Linked DNA regions of Zea mays: regions 1 and 3 are each linked to region 2. A link is a contact called in public Hi-C data. All regions are on one chromosome and are shown on one strand. Each heading gives the region's core, a stretch centred on a gene start, on an enhancer-like site or on the middle of the called end of the contact. The rest is flanking DNA. Distances are from core to core; before and after follow the strand shown. Region 1 holds the start of LOC100276173. Region 2 holds the start of LOC100274788. Region 3 holds the start of LOC100280194.

Evidence for each region. Hi-C and Micro-C count contacts between places; a contact is called where the count stands out from the background.
Region 1: a contact with region 2 is called in a Hi-C map of ear, with 5 times the contacts expected there. The contact joins the promoter of LOC100276173 here to the promoter of LOC100274788 in region 2. A contact is called at or near these places in 2 of 25 Hi-C or Micro-C datasets (ear and tassel).
Region 3: a Hi-C map of tassel shows a contact between it and region 2, with 4 times the contacts expected there. The contact joins the promoter of LOC100280194 here to the promoter of LOC100274788 in region 2. A contact is called at or near these places in 2 of 25 Hi-C or Micro-C datasets (ear and tassel).

Annotation. Positions count from the first base shown.
Region 1 is chr10:30,652,025-30,656,590 of Zm-B73-REFERENCE-NAM-5.0, reverse strand. LOC100276173 reads left to right here and starts at 1,781. Exons shown (of 10, transcript NM_001150023.2): 1 at 1,781-2,168; 2 at 2,297-2,435; 3 at 2,931-3,000; 4 at 3,121-3,185; 5 at 3,286-3,364; 6 at 3,600-3,687; 7 at 4,292-4,356; 8 at 4,456-4,545. The coding sequence starts at 1,850.
Region 2 is chr10:31,129,554-31,133,870 of Zm-B73-REFERENCE-NAM-5.0, reverse strand. It overlaps LOC100274788, which reads right to left and starts at 2,129. Exons shown (of 2, transcript NM_001149070.1): 1 at 1,660-2,129; 2 at 636-1,542. The coding sequence starts at 2,088. The coding sequence ends at 1,675.
Region 3 is chr10:31,495,663-31,500,289 of Zm-B73-REFERENCE-NAM-5.0, reverse strand. LOC100280194 reads left to right here and starts at 1,846. Exons shown (of 7, transcript NM_001361028.1): 1 at 1,846-2,027; 2 at 3,085-4,627. The coding sequence starts at 3,112.

The DNA.
Region 1 (4,566 bases), core at 532-3,031, 480 kb after region 2:
GAGAATTCTGGTATTATCTATTGAGAAAGTTCGGGATACATTCTTTAGCCCCTCAATTGGTTGATTCCTCCTTCTTAAGATGGTGGGAAGAGTTGTCAGGAGCAGTCAATGGCCTTATTAAAAGAGGCCTCAACTCCCTCATCATATTGGGTGCTTGGATAATATAGAATCATCGAAATGAATGTATCTTCGATAGGTGGACTCCTAGTTTATCTTTGATCCTATGGTCTGCAGATGAGGAGAGAAGATGGTGTGAAATTGCTGGAGCAAAAGGTCTCTCCTATTTGGCTGCCCCTTTAGCCGAGTCTTAGGGTTGGTGTGGTTGTTTTATAGTTTTCAGATGGTTTTTTCTTTATACTTGCTACTAGCCTTCGTAAGGAGGATCTTGTACATGGTCTTCTATATACCTTTTCTCTCTCTGCTTAATATATAATAGGGTCCAGCTCTCCTATGCGTTTGAGAAAAAAATCATCATCGTCGTTATATATATGGCTGCATCAATTTTCCCTACCTTCCATCTAAAAATTTTGTGTGCTCCCTTGGCAAAGTCATTAATACATGTCCTAGAAATTACCATGTAAATCTCCCTACTCCCCTCTCCACTTAAATAGTATGCAAAAATTAAGCACAAGTGGTGGTTTAACCATGGTTGTTGACTCTAAAACACACACTCACACCCACTTAGCCAAAAAAAATATATGTTTTTATGTTTTATACTCTATACTCAAGCATAAGATATTTTTTATAAAAATGGGAAAAAATAAAATCAAAACATACTGAGCCTAACCAGTTGTGCACACCTAAGGCCCAGGTACTATACATTGATCGATCGGACCGACATGAGCCGATGGACAAGGGTCCGAGCTAAACTGTGCTAGACCACACGAGGAGGAAACCATCACCACCATCCTCGCAAGACGCTCAGAACTTTCGAGTGCTTACTCTAGTGGCAGCAAGGCGAAGGGGAGAAGGAAGGGGCGGTGACAACAACTAGGGTTTGGTACCACCCGAGCCACCTCACGGGACATGGTTTCTCACTCGGCATATGAATGCATTTATGTAGGTTATATGGTAGACGTGTTCAGGTCATCCACAACAATCAATTTAAATAGAGCATAAATTATTGTAAAGATTTGAAATGTGTTTGAACAACTATTCTATTTAAACAAGGTACATATTTGAAATGTGATATATAGAAACCGTAGCGACATACAGACATTACTAGTATCTAGTGTAAAAAGTATTATGATACAAACATATCAAATCTTGTCTACCGAAAATATAGAGATACTTTTAAAAATAGTCTAATTCTTTTTACACTAGATATGTTATCTAGCGTAAAAAGAACTTTTAAAGAGAATGTGATTGCACTCAATTATAGGTGGATTTGATGAACATAATTTGATGTTAGTATTCTAATTCTTTTTACACTAGACATGTTATCTATCCTTGCCTCATTTCTTCTGTTTTTACTTTTTAATTATAGAAAATAGGAAGAAAATGTATAATAGCTAAATATTTTGCTCATCTTTTCAGAAACGAAATTAGAAACAAGAAAAAAAAGTAAAAACAACAAAGTAGCCCAGTTAAAACTTTGTGCTCAAGAAAAAGGCCAATAACGAGGCCCTCAACGGTCGAGCCATTGGCAATATTGCCATTATCATTTATGGGCTTCGCTAGTATGCCATCGGGCCACAAATCATAGACACAGATGGTCCCACTAGTCATAGACACGGGATGGCATAATAACAGACAACCAAAATTGAGAGTGGCAAAATCACAAATTTCTCTCAACGGTCCTAGCAATCGCGTCACCGTCTTCTCCATCGCCGGTGCTCCCTTACTCTCGATGGCATCCTCGGCCGCCGCTCGCCGCCTTCTCCTCCTCCGCCACCGCCATGGGAACCTTCTCCCCAAACGCCACTTCTCTTCCTCATCCGCTCCCGACGGCCTCGACGACGGCGGTGGCCGCGTCAAGATCTTCGACCGCGACCTGAAGCGCCGGCACCGGGACCGCGCGGCGTGGGTGATGCGTGAGACCGATGGGCTCGTGGATGCGGTCGCTGAGAATCTCCTAGACCGCCTCGAGGACTGCAGGAAAGCCTTCCCCTCCGCACTCTGCCTTGGGGGCTCCGCCGGCGCCGTCCGCCGCTTGCTCCGTGGCCGCGGTGAGCCACCTTGCATCCTGCTCCTCTAGTCTTCTTTCTTTAGTCGGTACTGTACTCCAGATAGAGCCTTGCCGCCATCAAGTTTCCACCAATTTTGCACAGAAATGCACTGAATGCCTCCGTCGCAGGTGGGATTGAGAGGCTGATCATGATGGACATGTCAGCCGATATGGTGAAGAAGTGGCGAGAGTCAGAGAATGCCACTGGTGATGGGCCTGAGACCCACTTTGTTATCGGCGATGAGGAGTTTCTTCCAATCAAAGAGAGGTGATTTCACTTTCTTGGTTGGTTTCAAATTCATGTATTGTATTGTATTGTATTGTATGCATGATATCAAAATGTACAAAACCCACAACTACTTTGCTGAGATTGCACTGTACCTGCCAATCAACTGCCAGCTCTACACAGGTGATTTGTGTAGTTGATTGACCTCGACTTAGCTTTTTAATAAAGCCACGCTGAGCCTTTGGTGAGTTTGATCTAAAAAATTGAATATGAAAAAAAGCGCAGATGTTTATCTTTCCCACTGTCATGTGGAAAAAGAAAAGTATTCTTTCATTCAGCAGTTGGGCTTTCAACTTCTCTCTTCCTACCTTTCTTATAGATCAAAGCATACATGATACATGAGAAAAATTGCTTCATGCTTACATGGTTTTTATTCTCATGTATGAGTGAGTCAGTTGTCGTGTCACAAGCATAATCATAGACACACAGACAGATCTTGCAACATTTACTCATTAATGTGGTTCATGGGTTCTGAAGCTCACAGGATTTGATAATGAGCTGTCTTGGACTTCATTGGACAAATGATCTACCTGGAGCAATGATACAGGTACATTTCTTAACCTGAACCAGTTTATATTGCTATGCAAGGTCTCTACAATGGTCAGTTATATACATAAAGAATACCTTAACTATTGATAGCTGGTTAATTATTACCTTTTCCTTGCAGTGTAGGCTGGCGTTGCAACCTGATGGCCTTTTTCTGGCAGCAATTCTTGGTGGAGAAACACTGAAGTGATAACCTGTCAAATTGTAGACAAAACTTGATTTTCTGATTTTTTTTGTCATTTTTATTTCCTTATCTGTTTTGTCTTGCCTCTATTTCTTTTATCAGGGAGCTTAGAATTGCATGCACAGTTGCTCAAATGGAACGCGAAGGGGGCATCAGTCCTCGAATGTCCCCTTTAGCGCAAGTATGGCTATTTTGTGTTCTGAATTTTGCTAAAAGTATTTGTAATTTTGTATGTACTCCCTTTACATATTTATTATGCCACTTCATGGTAAAGTTACTACTTGAGTTTTTCTTACAAAATAGACTGTGCAGACTTTTACAACGGTCAGATTAAATCTTGCATTCATATAACTACTCTATGTTTTCCTGTTATGATCCATTTGTTTTAATTGTGGCTTTGTATTGCACTTTTCAAGGTCCGTGACGCAGGAAACCTTTTGACAAGGGCAGGCTTTACCCTTCCAGGAGTTGATGTTGATCAGTATACCGTTAGATACAATAATGGTTTGTAGAAAAAAGAAAGCTTCAGTTTCTGATGAGTGTTGTGTATTGTTCATCTTCCCTTTTCCTTACAATATTACATGATGGTAGAATAAACGTGTATTTCGACTTGTATGCCTGGCTTTTGTGTGGTTGATGTTACATCTATCAAAAAAAAAAACTCGACCTGCGGGGGGTTAGACAGCCCCCGGATATTGTATTAAGAAGAAGACCTTTTCACACAGACCGAGAAAACCCTCGAACCCCTGCCCCACCCATACACAGCGGCATCGAAGCCCATGTGAGAACGACCACGACCGGGGCTGAGCCTTAACCTATGCTTTGGCGTGGGACAGACGAGGGGATTTTTTAACCACAACCTGAAATTTGCTCCCACGGGGAGTCGAACCCAGGACCTGAGGAATGCTACTCAGACCACCTAACCAACTCAGCTAGAGGCCCTTTCGCTGTTACATCTATCAAGATAACAAATAGTTATTCCTGTATTTAATTTAGAAATAATTTGCTATAAGAGTTCATTCAATATCAACGAAATACACTGATTTTGATTATGGAGATTTACGAGTTACCTACCCATGCTGATGGTTTTGCTACTTCTGTCAACTAGCTTTGGAACTTGTTGAACATCTTAGAGCAATGGGGGAAACAAATGCTCTCTTTCAAAGAAATCCTGTGAGTATCTTACATGTCATACTCTTTTATCGAAAAAGGCTAAATTCTAATTCTCTACCTATCCTTGTAACTGAACTTGGATGGGTTTTGTGGTATCAGGTGTTGAAAAGGGATACGGCCTTGGCAACTGCAGCAATTTACCAGTCAATGTTTGGGTTAGAAGACGGATCTATTCCAGCAACCTTTCAAGTTCTGTACTATTGGAATAAC
Region 2 (4,317 bases), core at 880-3,379:
CTGGAGAGAATGCATGTGCTTGAGAAAGGTCTTGAATTGTGGTATTACCGGACATGTTCCACAAAGGCAAGACAACTGTATCCCCCTTCTTATTTCTAAACTCGTTCAGATTACACAACAAACTAATGTGAGACATCTTTTACCAGATGCAGATCATGCAGCAAGAAATTCACTTTCTTAAAAATAAGGTCAGTATCAATGTCTCATAATCTTCCTTGATAACAAAAAGGGGGTCTGTGACAGAAGTAAAATAGAAGATAACAATACATTTTCTTGATGTGCAGGAAAGCATACTTAAATCAGCAAATAAAATTCTTCAACAGAAGGTATTTTGCAATATTTCTCGGAAATGAAATTCTCAACTTACATAATAGCATAAACTGCAGGCACAAATTTAAAAAACAGATTTAGGCAGGAAATATGTTAACTACATTAAATTATTAAAAGGCAATTTCAAAATCCCGAGCTTTATTTTGGTATCTTGGGGTCCTTTTGGACCTTTATCTCCTTCTTAATATATTTTCGCGCAGCTCTCTTGCGCTTTCGAGAAAAAAATCCCGAGCTTTCAATGTCAGGTAATATTTTTTATGTATACAGGAATGCATCCTGAAAGCAGCAAACGAAGTTCTCCAACAGAAGGTAACAATAGATACTTAGATAGACAGTTTGCAGTATTCCCTTGGCAAATGGTCATTACTTAGTCTTACATATTATTGTGTCCATGCATAGCTATCATGAACTACAAATTAAAATTTTAAACCTGCAATAAGGAGGAAGATATAAATTACAAAACTGAATCCTAAATTCAGGCTTTATTGAAAACCACCCAACTTCAAAAGGTAGTACCTACCAAAACAAACTCCACATTTATAAGGGGCAGATCATACTCTTCATTGATTGCAAATTTTACAAGGGGCAGATCACACTCTCCATTTGATTGCAAATAAAGGTCATACTTTCATTAGAAAAGTAGAAGATGCTAATGGTACAGGTAACTGACAAGCTCATTTTTTACTGCCAGGAAAATGAGCACAATGAATTTATAAACAACAGATTGGTCTTTTCTGGTTTCATCTCCATTGGCTAGGTTGATACCAGAAAAAGCTTCATCGTCGTTGTCGTTGGTCTTTTCTAGGTCTTCATATTTGATGCATTACAACACAAATGAGAGTTTCTAATCTACAATATAGTCATTCTGGAATAACTGGTGTTGATGTTATTTGGTGTGTTTGTCTGTAAGACACCCATGTATTGATATTTTCATCATTCTGGTTTCAGATAGCACGTTTGTATATTGAATAAACATTTGAATTGAACAGCACTTTATTCTGGTTGTTCTTCTTAGGTATCCCCTGTTTGCTGAGACTAATTTGCAATCCAAATATCTCAGTGTGCAGAAAAATTTTAAGCACTTGGCAGTTGGCACTGGCAGACAAATATTTTCTACTGCTCCATACAAAAATGGAAACATTTGAAATCCTCTGTTTTTTCCTCTACCTGATCTTCCATCCGAATGCTTCGTGCGAATTTACAGCTTTTTTCCTGTGATAATGACGAAAATTCTAAGAGTACATATACGTTAAGAAGCCGTAAGACAGGTGTGAGAAATATATATATACAGAAAAACAAGTGCAAATTTAAGAAGGGGAAACGGGGCACCTTAAGGCGGATCGATCACAGCAGCGCGATAAGGACGAATAACAGGAGCGCGGCGACAAACGAGTACTTGACAGCGGCGGCAAAGATTGCCGCGGAGATGAGCGCGAGCTGCAGCAGCAGTGAGGCGCCAGCCCATACGAGCGCGCCCGTGAGCACCACAGCCACGGCGTTGGTGGGGTCCGGGGATAGCAGCTCCCCCCACCGGATCTCCGACAGCGCTGGGAGTGACGAGCGCCGGCGCTCCTTCTCCCCCTCCGCTGGAGGCCCGCCGTCGCCGTCTCCGTTTCCGCGGGAGGCCGCACGGGCGACCGCGAGGCGGGGGAGACAGTGGCTCAGGGAGTAGGACCCCGGGGTAATGGATCTGAGGTGGGAGACCGCGAGGCGGACGGTGAGGAAGGGTGGAACTAGGGTTCCGGCGTATGCCGCCATGGAAGGGAAGAGTAAGCAAACAGAGCAGAGCTGCAGAGGGGAAGCAAATGGGTGGGTGGATGACACGTCTGTATCCGGAGGTACATTCGGGCCGTCCCGCCCGGCCCAAGCCCGCAGGTCTTTTTTTTGAATTTCAGGTCGTACCGAGTCGACCCACTAGCCTAGTCCTCAGCTCACGGTCTGTACGTAAATATTTAAACGTGTTGAATTTATTTCGAGCGAACCAAAATTATAAAAGCCTGAAATTCACATCATAACCCAAAATTCAATTTTTAGACCGAAATTCAGTTTTTGGCCCAAAATTTACATCATGGGCTGAAATTCAAAACAAATAAAAAATAAGATAAAATTTTTTGACCAAAAGCAAACTTAGTATAATATTTGTATTAAGTTACCAAAACTATGCAATGATTACGAAGTTTACAAATCATTTTGTTAGAAGGAAAAAGAGTATAGTCAGCTCTATACAAAGTTCGTAAGTTCAGTTCATTATCTAATGTTCACAACAAAAGTAAAATTTCATCACATACTCTAATTTAAAGCTACAAAAAAACATTTAACTAGCATTATCTTTAGCTTTGTGTTCTTTATCAAGTACATGAAAGTGTGGAATGAAGTGTGGTTTTAATAAATACTAGTCAGTTGTCTGTGCGTTGCGATGGCTCACAACAATACCCACGTAAATTATCCACCAAAAAGATCCCGAGATTTTTTAATTGTCTCCGCTCTCCGCATAATATTTTTTATTTGACTAACTGATGTTGTTGTTTACTCCATCCAATATGTCTTGATACAACACGAGCATAGTGCCGTGCTTGGGACGTAGCCTCGTGCCGTAGTGCTAGTTCGGCCTAGCACGATTATTTTTTTTACAAAAAATCATATATACATATGTACAATTTATATTCAATAATAAAAATATCTGAGCATGATGTTCTGTTGGTTACACGGCTTCAACCAGTGTCTCTCGTCCTTCTTCCATCAGGGCGTGGGTTTGAACCCACTTTCTGCACCACTTTTTTTTAACATTTTATGCTGATTTAACCAAATAGCCCAAATGAACTAATGGGTCGGCTCGGCACGGTGTGAGACTCTGTTTGGTTTTGGTAATTGATTGACAACTTATATGGACTAATATGTGTTTATGTTGAGATACATAGGTGATTAGTCCACAGGTACACTAGTGTGAGTTATTTAAGCCATGGTGGTGATGTGGCTTGGTGATATTGAGATGCTCAACTAGTGTGATAAAGGAGCTCATCGCATATGAAGACATGACATGGTGTCATGTGGCTATATGGAGAAGATCAAGAGATATGACTTGGCTTCGATGGACCAAGTGGCTAGTGTGAAGGGAAAGTCAAAGGCTCATGTGTGAGGGACTGCGTGGCGGTGAAGCAAGATCAAGGACTTAGCACCGATGGACATAAAGCAACGGTGAAGAGAAAGCTATGATGATATTGATGAACTAAGAAGGCCATGTGATACATGGAGTGGATCATATCATTATAGAATTATCAAGCCATGTGTTGATCTGGGCTATTGATCAAGTGGTTTGATGATGATGGTGGAGGAACTTCATGCTATGGACAAATGGTAAAAGGTATCATGGTTGGCTACACTTATGGATGCACATTGTTCATCATTTCAGGAGATGGAATTGAATGCTCAAGGCAAAGGTATAACAATAGGTTTTTGTTTTACCGGTCAAAAGGTGCTTAAATGTTGATAATTGACCAGGTTAGTAGGCTAGATAGTCGTTGTCGGGGACCATAATTAGGGGTACCCTCAAGGCGCCTAATTCTCAGCTGGTAACCCCCATCAGCATAAAGCTGCAAAGGCCTGATGGGCACGATTAAGTCAGGGATCAGTCCACACGAGTGACTCGATCACGCTTCACCCGAGCCTAGCCTCGGCCAAAGGCAGCCGACCTCGAGAGACTTCCGTCTCGCCCGAGGCCCCCTTTTTATGGCGGACACATCACCGGCTCGCCCAAGGCCTTGGCTTCGCTCAGAAGCAACCTTGACTAAATCACCACACCGACTGACCAAATTGCAGGGGCATTTAACGCAAAGGTGGCCTGACACCTCTATCCTGACACGCGCCCCCGGCAGAGCCGAGGTGACCGCCGTCACTCCACCGCTCCACTGGCCAGTCTGACAGAAGGACAGCGCCGCCTGCGCCACTCCGACTGCAGTGCCACTCGACAGAGTGAGTCTGACAGGCAAT
Region 3 (4,627 bases), core at 597-3,096, 370 kb before region 2:
GGTCAGCCTCGGGGAAAGATCATGCCACTCCGTTGTCGCTAAAAATCTATCAATTCTAGACATCATAGGATCATCTTGTTCATTTATCCAGGTGATTTTTTTCCGTTGAGATCAAGCTCTAGCAGCTGTAGAGAGTCAATTATGGAGTTGAGCCATCTCATTACTCTTCTATTGATTGACCCTTTGTTTTTCTCCCTCGCTCTCCTTATCATATTGAAGTCACCTAGAATCATCCTTCAGAGTTCATCATATTACGGATATTCCATAGCTTAGCAATGAAAGCTATTTTCTCATTTTCATGTGGAGGGCCATATACTCATATGAGGTCCCACTCCGCGTCCTCCAAGCGGGAACTGATTTGAACAGATATTGAACAAGCTGATGCATAAGAGATAATATTTATGTCAAAATAATCGGCACATAGGCAATTAGGATTCCACCCGAGGATCCGAGAGATGGCAAATGGACAGTCTAAGATGCTAGCTTGCAGCCCACAGTTTCCCTTAGCAAGTTGTTATTCCAGTTTATTATCTTTGTCTCCTAGAGACAAACGATGGTTGCTCCTGATGAGAGGATTGGTTGCTTCACATTTTCCCGTTTAGCTGGGTCATTCAACCCCCTTATGTTCCAAGAGAGAATAGTGCAGTTGGTACTCATTAACCAAAAGGGGCTCCTCTACTTAAAAAAATGTCACAATAGGAAGACAGTAAAACGAACACAGGTTCGGACCATCCTTCCATAGACAACATGCATCATTGTTCTAGAAAGGAACAACACACACCTTACAACCAAACTGAAAACAGACGGATACACATGCAGTGGTAGCCAAGGAATTGGGATCCACTACCCAGACGCCAAACTGCCAAACAATGCAGTCCTCATTACAAACTGGACGACCCACAGACAAACGCACTAAACCCACCAAAATATTAAAAAATGACTCAGTTCCCCATAGCAACCTTGAACGGTACCACCTTGCTACCCTTCTTCTTGGTCCCTTCCTTCTCTTTTCCCTAGTTTGCCAGCTCCATAATTGCTTCCATTTGTTCATTGGTGAAAGGCCTTGTGAAATGACTTGCAAGCTGCTCAAAATAGTCGACCTGGTTATTGGAATTCATAGCATTTGTTTTTGGCAATGATTTGTAGCATAATTATTTAGCTTGGCAATTAGATTTTTTTGGGCTTTGGCTATGGCATCTTGATTATGTCAATCTTTAATTTTTTCTTTGCAACAAGTCTAACACTAACTCTCTTACTAGTAAAGCTCTCACATTTCATTCAAACTCACACCGCAACTAATATTTTTGAACCTAACTCCATAACTTATACCAAATAAGCAGGGATGGATCCGGATACTTATTTCGATATTATTTTTTTGTCTTTTTTGTTGGACTCTAAACAAATAACATATAGAATTTGCTATATAAATTTATATTCTTGTTTTAGTTGTTTTTAGCTTTGAGCCTATTAATATTCATAGAGAGTAATCTTTAAATTTGTTCTATATTTTTTTAAATAATTGATATAAAATTTGGATATAGATATGAATACAAATTCAGATGTTTTTGTACTTTTTTTTATTATAGTGAGAAAATAATGCACACAAAAATTATACAAAATTTTATTCTTGTAACATGATTTATATCTATATTAAAAATATTCGATTTGACATATGAATGTTTTAGGAACATCCCCACAATTGTTTGAAATAGAGATTAATTTCTGCTGCATTTTATTCTGTGTCAGCCGACAAAATGTACTGTGGTGCAGAGGGAACACCGCGAGCTGTGACAGCAGGGGTGGTGAGGAAGATTTTAAAATCCGCCCGCGTGCTACTTCGAATCTCCGTCTCCTCCGACATTCACTGCCCGATGGCGATGGATGTAGGTTCCACCTCCAAAGGCGCCTCCTTTTTCGACGCCTTGATGCCTTTCTAGGACTAGGACCAGTCCGAACTGCTCGTGCTCCCTCTTTCCCGTGCGCGCTGCAGGTTGGTCGATCCCACCTGGCGGCCTCCGTGATTGCCGGTGAGTCCTTCTTCCTTTTTTTTTTCTTCGAAGCACGTTTTGGATCTTGGTGGCGGAATGCTGCTGTAGTGCTTTGTGCTCCAGCTCCTGGTGGTTCCTGGGATTGATTCTTGCATGGTTAGCGGCTGCACTGCGTTCGTCGGCCATTTCTCAAAAAGTATTTCAGATTCCCTTTCATCCAACATTCATTTCATCCCGTCTCTCTTCCTGGTGTCGTTTTTCTTTCTTCCTAGAATCTGCGTATTGATTTTCTCCTTCCCTTTCCAGATTGTGGAATAAACTATATACGAAATCATTTCTTCTCTCTTTTGCATCAAATCCATCCCAAAAAAATCTGGTTGCAACCACTTCGGTTTCATGTTTTGCCCGTAGCATTTTTTCATGATCTTTGGTTATGATTTTTATTTACCACGGATACCCATCAGCATATCACACACATATCGCTCTTTTATTTGGGTTTTCAGTGCTTTCTATGCTTTTGAAATGATGATGACCATTCAATTTAGCATCAGATAAAATGGCATACTGGTATGATATTTCTTTCGCCATTTTTTTATAATTTCTTCTTAAAAGACCCAAAATATTTTCTCTATATTACCTGAGAACTTATTGTAACATAATGTAAATAACCTTCGGTAAGGTGAAATGGGGAATAACTGAACAAGGTCTGACTCAGCAATCTACCTATAGATGGTTAGAACAGTGTTATACATTTTGTAGAATGAATTAGGACAGATAATTTTTCAATCTAGTTGTTTCCTCTTGGTACTAGACTGTAGTTTCTTTGTCCCTCCCCAATCATGTGCGCCTTCCTGTTCTTGATATGCATTCCTTCCCAAGTTGCAGATTGAGCATGCTGCTTCGGAAGCTGAAATTGTGTTCACTGCTTTATACTGAATTTTCACGTTCTTAAGATAAGATGTATCAGCTATGCATCTTTGTAATCTGCACCTACTTTAAATTGTAGAACACTTTAAAATTGTTTGCAGTGAACATATCTCAGTTATTTTCCAGCATGGTGATGTCACTTAATATTTACTGTTTTGCTCTCTGTCAGACAAGTCAGTGTCTTTCCAGACTGGAGATGGGGACTATGTTTGGAGCGTGTGTTGGCCCAAGTGAGCTTCACTTGAGGAAGGAACTTACTGCTTTGCAAAAGGCGCGCTGCTTGCAGGACCCTGACACTTGCTCAACATGGAGATCACCTTTGAGTTCTAGGTCACTGGTGGCAACTTCAAGGATTACATACAACGGTGGTATTTCTAGTAATTTAGCACCAAAGCACAATGAGTCACCTTGTGCACCTCCAAACACTGATAAGAAAAGAAGAAAGGTTTATCTCTACAATTGGAGGCAGAATTCTTATAAATCTAGTGAAAGCGGAATGAAGATAGATGAGGATGTCAAGCAACCATCTGGTGATCTAAGCCTGGACAGTCCATGCAAGTCTAATGGGGTAAAGTCCAAAGGTGATGCATATCTGGATCCTCCAGCCAGCATCTACAATGTTCAGAGTTCAACATCATGTACTCCTGTCAAAAGAATAGCTAGAAGGAGAAATGGTGTTTTGTCCAAGAAAGGAGCAGTCAGAAACCAAGCTATACCGAAGTTGTCAGATCTTCAGGTTAACTCTGGTGAGCCATCTGAGGATACTGAGAACTGCAACTCAGAGGCTCTGGAGATACTTCGAAGAGGCTACTTATCTCATCCTGCATCTCCGCTATTTGCTGCATGTGGTTGTGTCAGCTCTTCAAATCCTTCAAAACTACTGAAAATAGGTAGAAGAGAGGGATCTTCCTTTTCTTGCACACCGGTTTCTACTAGCTCCTATTACAGGCATGTAAGAAGGAACACCAGCACTGTTGGTTCTTGGGATGCTAGGACTGCTACTTCTCTTGATGGTGATGAGTCTAACCAATCAGCAGTTCTGAGAAGTCAGAGGTCGCATGTCCCTTGCTATGTATCAAAGAGGAGAAAACATCAAGGATCTGAAGGAAGTAATTATTCTCCTTCACTATCCGCTATACTTCGAAGAAAAGGTAGCAGCCTAATATGTGGGAGCCAGACAATGCACAAGAAGAAGAAATCATTTGGTTCAATGAAATGGGCACATTCGAAGAAGTCTGCTCAGGGAATGCCACTTTTGGGTAATAGCTGTGATTTTGGTTCGTCGTCATTTGATTCATCAAGTGATGATCTCTCAACCAATATAGGGGAGCTTGATATGGAGGCTTCAAGCCGGTTGGATGGGAAAAGATGGTCAAGCTGCAGAAGCCAGGATGGGATGGATCTATCTGTTCATTGTGCTGATCTGCACGAGTCAGACCCGAGAAGCTTGAGCCAAAAATATAGACCAAGAGCATTCCCAGAAATTGTTAGTCAAAATATTGCAGTCCAATCACTTAGTAATGCTATAACAAGGGAAAGGATAGCTCCTGCCTATCTTTTTCAAGGTCCTCGTGGAACAGGAAAAACATCGACTGCAAGGATATTTTCAGCAGCTTTAAATTGCCTTACTACTGGAGATAATAAACCCTGTGGGGTATGTAACCACTGCACTGACTTCTTCAGTGGAAAAGCTAGCAATATAAAAGAAGTTG